Linked DNA regions of Pelodiscus sinensis: region 1 is linked to region 2. A link is a contact called in public Hi-C data. All regions are on one chromosome and are shown on one strand. Each heading gives the region's core, a stretch centred on a gene start, on an enhancer-like site or on the middle of the called end of the contact. The rest is flanking DNA. Distances are from core to core; before and after follow the strand shown.

Region 1 (3,272 bases), core at 184-2,683, 490 kb after region 2:
CTCTTGCCTCTTTCATTTACCATAACAAAATTGAAAAAAAGATTATTGCCTATTCAAGTAAAATAAAATTGCTCACTCTAAGCAAAAACGTAATTTTAGTACTTCTAGGTCTCCAGAATATTTTAAACATATGACAAAGAAGTAATAAAACTTCAACCGTGACAGAACAGGTGTGAGACCTGAAAAACAGAAGGCCATCCACATATGCACAAAAGAAAGATGTGATAGAGTGTGTAAATACCAAGAGGACATAGAAGTGCTCACCCCAAAACAACAGAAAGGAGTGTGCATACTAAACACTGACAGAGCATATGCCAAGACACCACAGAGGTGTGTGTGTGTGTATGGGTGTGCGTGTGTTAACTACTGGCAGGGCCTGCGCATGAACACCACCAGGCCAGTCGTCAGCGTGTGGTCAGAGTACTGGCAAGCGCGCGTGCTTGCGAGTCCGAGGCGCCAGTGCGCGCGCTGGCTAGTGGCAGCGTATGAGACGACCGCAACACTGCAGCTCGGACGGGCCTGCGCGCGGAGGGCTGGCAGCACCCAGTGCCGCAATAGAGGGACAGCGCAGGGGGAGCCGCTGCACAGCTCTCGCTCGCCCCTGGATCCCGGCACGTTAAGAGCCCTGCGGCCCCAGCTTCCCTGGTATCCCGAGGCCGCACGGCTACGCGCAGGGCGCCAGCGCCCCCTGCCGTGCCTCTGCGGGAGGGGGAGGGGTGCGAGCGCCGCGCCGGGAAGACAAAGGCGCTCGTGATGAGTCAGGGCTGCAGCTCGGCGGGACTTCCTCAGGCGCGCTCCCCGGGCCCGTGCAGAGCCCTACTCTCCCGGGCCGCTAGGCCCGCTGCTCCTCTGCGGCGCCCAGAGGCCTGGAGCCCGGGCGGCTGCGGGACCGGAGCCGTCGCCCCTCAGCCCCCGTTCAGGGTGCAGCGAGAATAGCCAGGCAGAGCCCGTCCCGCGGCGCGCGCGAGCGAAACCTCTCGCGCCCCAACCGCCGACATCTTGTTTTCCGCCATTTTATGGCCGCCCAAGAGGCCCCTCGGCCGAGGGATCCAGGACCTGCGCCGGCCCAGCCTAGGAAGAGGCACCGGCGGGCGCAGCCCACAGGCCGAGAGCGGGGAGGTGGCGGGCGAGCCCGGCGGCGGCAGCAAAGCGCACAGGCCCAGGGGCGCGGCCTGCGCTAAGGCCTAGCCGCCTCCATTGTCCTACCCCCACCCCCGCGCCGCTGGTCCAGCGCTAGCACCTCGCTCACCTGTGCGGGTCCCTGCGCCGTACAGCGGGCTCGGGCCCGGCTGAGGGTCGGCGGGCCGCAGGGGCCTTGCATTCGGGGCCGCCAGGTCCGCGGCCTGCACCAATCACAGGCTGGGCTAGGAATCGGGGCGCGAGCGCGCGCGGCCTTCTCCCCCTCCCCCACCAGCCTCGCGTCACTGAGCGCCGGAGCGTGCCCCAGAGATGGGAGCATGCGCAGAACCGCCGCTGGGGTCGCTGCCCTTACTGTGCTCTCAAACGTGCCCTGAGAGCAAAGCGGGGCTGGGGGAGACACCCCAGTTGTGCGCGGCAACTGGAAGGCTGCATGCGACAGACTGTATTGCAATATGAAATAGTCAAAGGCTAGCGTAGCAATTTGTGCAAATATGTTTATGGGAAGGGGTGGGGAACCTCACACCCGGAGGGCCAGATGCGGCTCCTGGCTTTGTTGGATTCAGCCCCAGAGGCTCAGGACCCACCCCAGTACTGAGGAGTCCACACAGTGCTCCAGCGCCTCTGCTGCCCCACAGCTGGGCTGGAGCACACACAATCTAGCCTGGGCCCCACTAGGCTTTGGTGTGTGAGGGGAATGTGGTGGAGTGTCTTTCTGCTTCTCAGTTGGGGGCCATATTAGTGAGGGTTTTCTCCCCATGACTTGTGGATAGGTGTTTACTGAGGGAAGTAAAATCTTGTAGGTGGAGGGATTATCAGTGTTCATTTTTAGGTAGGTAGCTAATCTGAAATAGCCTTGGCCCATGGAGGAAATGGCATTTACTTGCTTAACCTGATAAACAACTGAAAATTGGGATATAGGGAGAGAGCTTACACTGAAGAACTGACATGTAACTGACCAAGAGAGAGAGACCCTGTGTTAAGCACCCTTGTCCCTATCCATGTGGAAGATAGTTTACCAGCAGGACTGCTGGGTGCTCAACTAACTCAGACACAATGACTTAAGCCTTGTCTACACTATAAAGTTTTGTTGCCCAAAACTGCCTTTTGGAAACTGGAGCATGCATGTACCAATGTGACACTTGTTGAGAAAAATACCCAGTTTCAGAGAAAAACAATCTTTCACACATACAACATACTTTTTTTCTTTTCCCCTCCCTTTATTGTTGACAAAAAGCTAGGACAGACTCCTTTTGCAGTTCCTTTTATCCACTGAAATGGCTTCTACCAGTATCCCACAATGACTGCTCTGATGACTCTGCTCAGTGTTTTGATCTCTATTGTCCTACAGGCATGTGGTCCTCTCCCCCTTTTAAGGCTCCTGAAAGTACCTGACAACTGAGTGTGCTGTTTCCTTTGGAGAACAAACAAAAAGCAAATAGTTGGAATGCCCCTGCACTGGTGCACAGCAGTAGGCAGACTGCTATGCTGCTTTGACATTTCTATGGATGGAGAGCTCACAGAGCTACTCATGATGCTGCTCCTGGCAGCTAAGGAGGCTGTGGGAATCCCAGAATGTGCAGTGATCAGCTCTGACTTGCTCACTGTGCATTGTTCACACTGTCAGTAATAGTGACCCCAATGTGGACATGATCTGTCAACATGTGTGAACACCTGGTGATCTTTATTTTGTGAACTTTGCATGTTGACACAAGTCTTGCAGACAAAACTTGGTAGTGTAGACAAGGCCTTAGTTCAGCACCTTTGTCTGTCAGGCACAGACAGTGATCACAATGAAATGTGAGAGGAAATTTCTGTCCAAATCCCCAACCTAGAAGAAGAGAATTAAGGGACTATCTATAGGTAGAGGGAGGGAATGACAGGTACACTTATCTCAAACTCTGATAATTTAAAAATACCTTATGATGATTAAGCTTAATACTATTTAAGACAAAAGTTACACCTACTTAACTAAAATCAGTTTTTAAGCCAATTTAGCTAAAATCAGTATATAAAGTGTGTTTAGACCAGCCTTCTGATGCAATGTGTGATTTTTCAGCTCAGGAAGGAAAAAAATTAATGAATTGTTTTAATTTGGGGAGGATTTAACTTTTGTAATGGTTTTAAGGTATGTA
Region 2 (3,474 bases), core at 585-3,084:
TCTAGACACAGCCTCTGAGTATGGTTATCCAGCCAGTCATGCACCCACCTTATAGTAGCCCCATCTAAGTTGTATTTGCCTAGTTTATTGATGAGTATCACGCGAGACTATAGAGTACATCTCCATAGGGTACGTCTAGACTTACTTTCACTTTCGAAAGGTATGCAAATTTGGCAGTAATTTGCATATCTTTTGATCTCTTTTTCAAGTTTTTTTTTTTGAAAAAGCAACCTGTTTTCGAAAGAACCTATAAACCTCAATTTTTGAGAAAGATGGTTCTTTTTAAAAAAGGGGAACTGCATCTAACCTGCTGGCTTTTTTGAAAAAAAAAAAAACTCTTTCAAAAAAGCGATCAGAAGAAGATAAGGAAATTACTGTGTAATTTGCATATCTTCTTTTGAAAGTGAAAGTAAGTCCAGACCTACCATAGAAGTGACACTGGACAACAAATTATGTCACCAATTACATAAAAGATGGTAGCAAAAAGGGCCAATGCAGTTTTGGGCTACATATTTATGCATAACATCAGGAAGTGAGAAAGTAACGATTTACCCCCTGTAATAATGCATTTGGTCAGAGGCATCTCATTACCAGAAAGATATTACTAATTTTGAGAAAATCAACAGAAATATAACAATTGTTGTGCCTGTTGTGGAAAGGACGAATCATCCTACAATGTAAAACCAAAATTAATATATATGCTTGGATAAGAAATATGAAAGAAAGTAAGAATGATGCTAATCAACAAATATTTAAGCTACTGAAGTAGTAATAGAACAAAATGTAATGGAATGCTTTAAATGTAGTCAGTATATTGCATGGCAGGCCCAAATGCAGGAATTTTTGTGGGGGGTGTATGGGAGCTGTGGGAGGGGCTGCTAGCTGCCTCACCCCCCCCCCCCCCCCCGCAGCCCAGCCCTGCCCACAGTCATGGGGGAGGGGGGGAGGGGGAAATGAGGAAATCAGCCCCAGCCTTCCACTGGCTGGCTAGGCTGTGGGAGAGGGAGACTGGGGCACTGCACCATTCCTGCTTTTCCCTGGCCTTGGGGAACATGGGAGAAGGAGGCTGGGGCAATATGCCACCCCAGCCTCATGCTTACTTGGAGGACCCTGGTAGGGTATGTTCGCACCCCTCCCCCATATGGGATAGCTAGTAATGTCTGTTGCTGTATAATTTGGACAGTTTCCAGAGCAGCTATAGGTGAAGAGCCATGAATGGCAATGTAGGGTGGACAAAGGAAACTAGCTATTTTCTAAAATATTTTATAGCCCTTCCCGCTATAGTGGGTTGCCAACTCTGACTGGAGCTATTTGAGACCCCTCCCCCCAGCATGACCATGTCACTTTCTTAAAATCCTATTAAAATCTGCAGGATTGTTTCGATAGCCATTGCAGACGGATGCTGACGCCAGGACACTCCCGGGCAGTCCTGGAAGGGTGGCATCCATTCTCCCCATTGTACACTAATTGCGTCTTTGCCCTAAAAAGACACAACTGCGGGTGGGCGCGAGTGAAGGCAGCTGCGAGGGACGGTTAGTGCAGGCGCACAGCGGCCAGTCCGCACGCACGGACACGCGCACAGTTTGGCGGCCATCTCCGAAAGAAGCGGCAGCGCAGGAGTGCGAGGCGGGCAGGCCGGACCGCCCCGGGGCCGCCCAGCCCTGCGAGCGGGCTACATGGGCGGCGGGCGCGCAGCATGGCAGCCATAACTCGGGCGCGCGCGCGCACGCACCGGCTCGGAGCGCAAGCTTAAGTCAAGCGCGCCCCTTGCAGAGATTCGTCCCTCTCGCGAGAGAGATGCTGCCCACAATGCAAGGCGCGCCAAGCAGCAGCTACTTCCGCCAGCAGCCCGCCTGGTGTTGTTGGGTTATTTCCGCCAGCTCAGGTCACATGATCGACCCCCCCCCCCTCCCACGATGGCGGATAATCTGCCCTCGGAGTTCGATGTGGTGGTGATAGGAACTGGTAAGCGAGTCGCGCGCTCGCGCCGGGTCTGTGGCTTTGGCCGGTAGCGTCCAGGGACGAGGGGCAGAGCTGTGGGGGTGAGGCAGGGGGTCGTAAGGCCTGTTGCGCCGTAGGGGCGGGGCCGTGCACGGGGCCAGCGGGACCGAGTGGCCACAGGCAGCCGCCGCGCGGGCACAGTTGGAGGGGTTGAGGCCTGGGAGGGTTTGACAAGTGTGCTCGCGGGATCAGCGCAGGGAGGCGGCAGTAGGGACTTTAGCAAGGAGGTGGATGAGGGAATGGAACATGGATCTGAGGGGGGTTGGTACCAGGGCAGGTGTTCCTGTGGTATCTATTAGCCTTGTATACACCTATGACCATGCCTACATGAGGCAGTCTTCCGCCTGGTTGAGTCAAATACCCTTAAGTATTTAAAGCATTTAAAATTAAATGTTAGGCGACAGGTTCTTCTTTGTATGTGGTAGATACTGACAGTCTCTAAATTTCACTCATCAACAAGAGCTGATGTCTTGATTTGGAGGAAATTGTTAGTTTTCAAATATTTGATTGACACACAGTAAAATATGTACCAGAAAACTATTATAAATGTTCCTTTTTTGTATTCACTTATAAAGGGATTTTCTGTGCAAATACCTGAACTGAGAGTAGATGTCTCAGAGGGGATAGCCATGTTAGTCTAGAACTTTAAAAAGCAACATGTAGTCTTGTAGCACCTTAAAAACTAATAAATATATGGCTTGGCTCTCTCTAGTCCGGCACCCTCTGGTCCTGACCTTTCCCAAATGAGGGAAATTACTGGATCAGAGGAGGTCCCTTGCCACCAGCCTCCTGGGACACCACCGCTCCCTCCATCTCTGCTGCTATAGGGTTTGGGTTTGGCACTGGCCTGCTTTTGCCAGCTGGCTGAGGCTCTCTGGGGATGGAGCTCCCAAGCTGTTGCTGCCCTGCTTCAGTTAGCCCCAGGGCTGGCCAGTTTCAATGGTGGGGGGCTCTGCTGTGCTGCTTGACTCACAACTGGTTTGCACTCCTGGGCAATGGCGCTCTCTGGTCCAGCAACATGTATGATCCTGTTGGACTACAGATGTTGTTGGACCAGGGAGTCCCGGATCTAGGAGGTTCAATGTGTAGTATTGTGACTTTTTATGAGCAAAACCCACTTCCTCAGATCAGAGTGAAGAAAAAGGGGAGACTGTCACAATTTATAAACAGAAAAAAGAAGGGAGAGGGAGTGGGGGGAAAAAAAGTAATAGAAGTGTAGCCATGTTAGTCTGGTGTAGCTGAAGCAAAATACAGGACTATGTAGCACTTTAAAGACTAACAAGACATAGCCCTTAGTCTGTAACTGGAAAAGCTTAAACAAATAGTCTAGCTTAACCTTAAAGACCATCTACATGTTTTGTTAGTCTTTAAGGTGCTGCTAGACTATTCATTGTCTTTTAAATTTGCCCACTCAATTAGCCGCAGCAGCAACATCATAATTGACAGGTACTTTCCCCTCCCCTTCTGGTATAA

What was found. A called contact is a pair of places that touch in the nucleus more often than the background predicts.
Region 1: a Hi-C map of an unstated tissue shows a contact between it and region 2, with 6 times the contacts expected there. The contact joins the promoter of ZNF711 here to the promoter of CHM in region 2. A contact is called at or near these places in 2 of 5 Hi-C or Micro-C datasets (blood and an unstated tissue).

The regions. Positions count from the first base shown.
Region 1 is chr13:15,190,719-15,193,990 of ASM4963464v1, forward strand. ZNF711 (zinc finger protein 711) reads right to left here and starts at 1,434. Exons shown (of 8, transcript XM_075940757.1): 1 at 1,250-1,434.
Region 2 is chr13:14,703,970-14,707,443 of ASM4963464v1, forward strand. CHM (CHM Rab escort protein) reads left to right here and starts at 1,835. Exons shown (of 14, transcript XM_075940753.1): 1 at 1,835-1,965. The coding sequence starts at 1,917.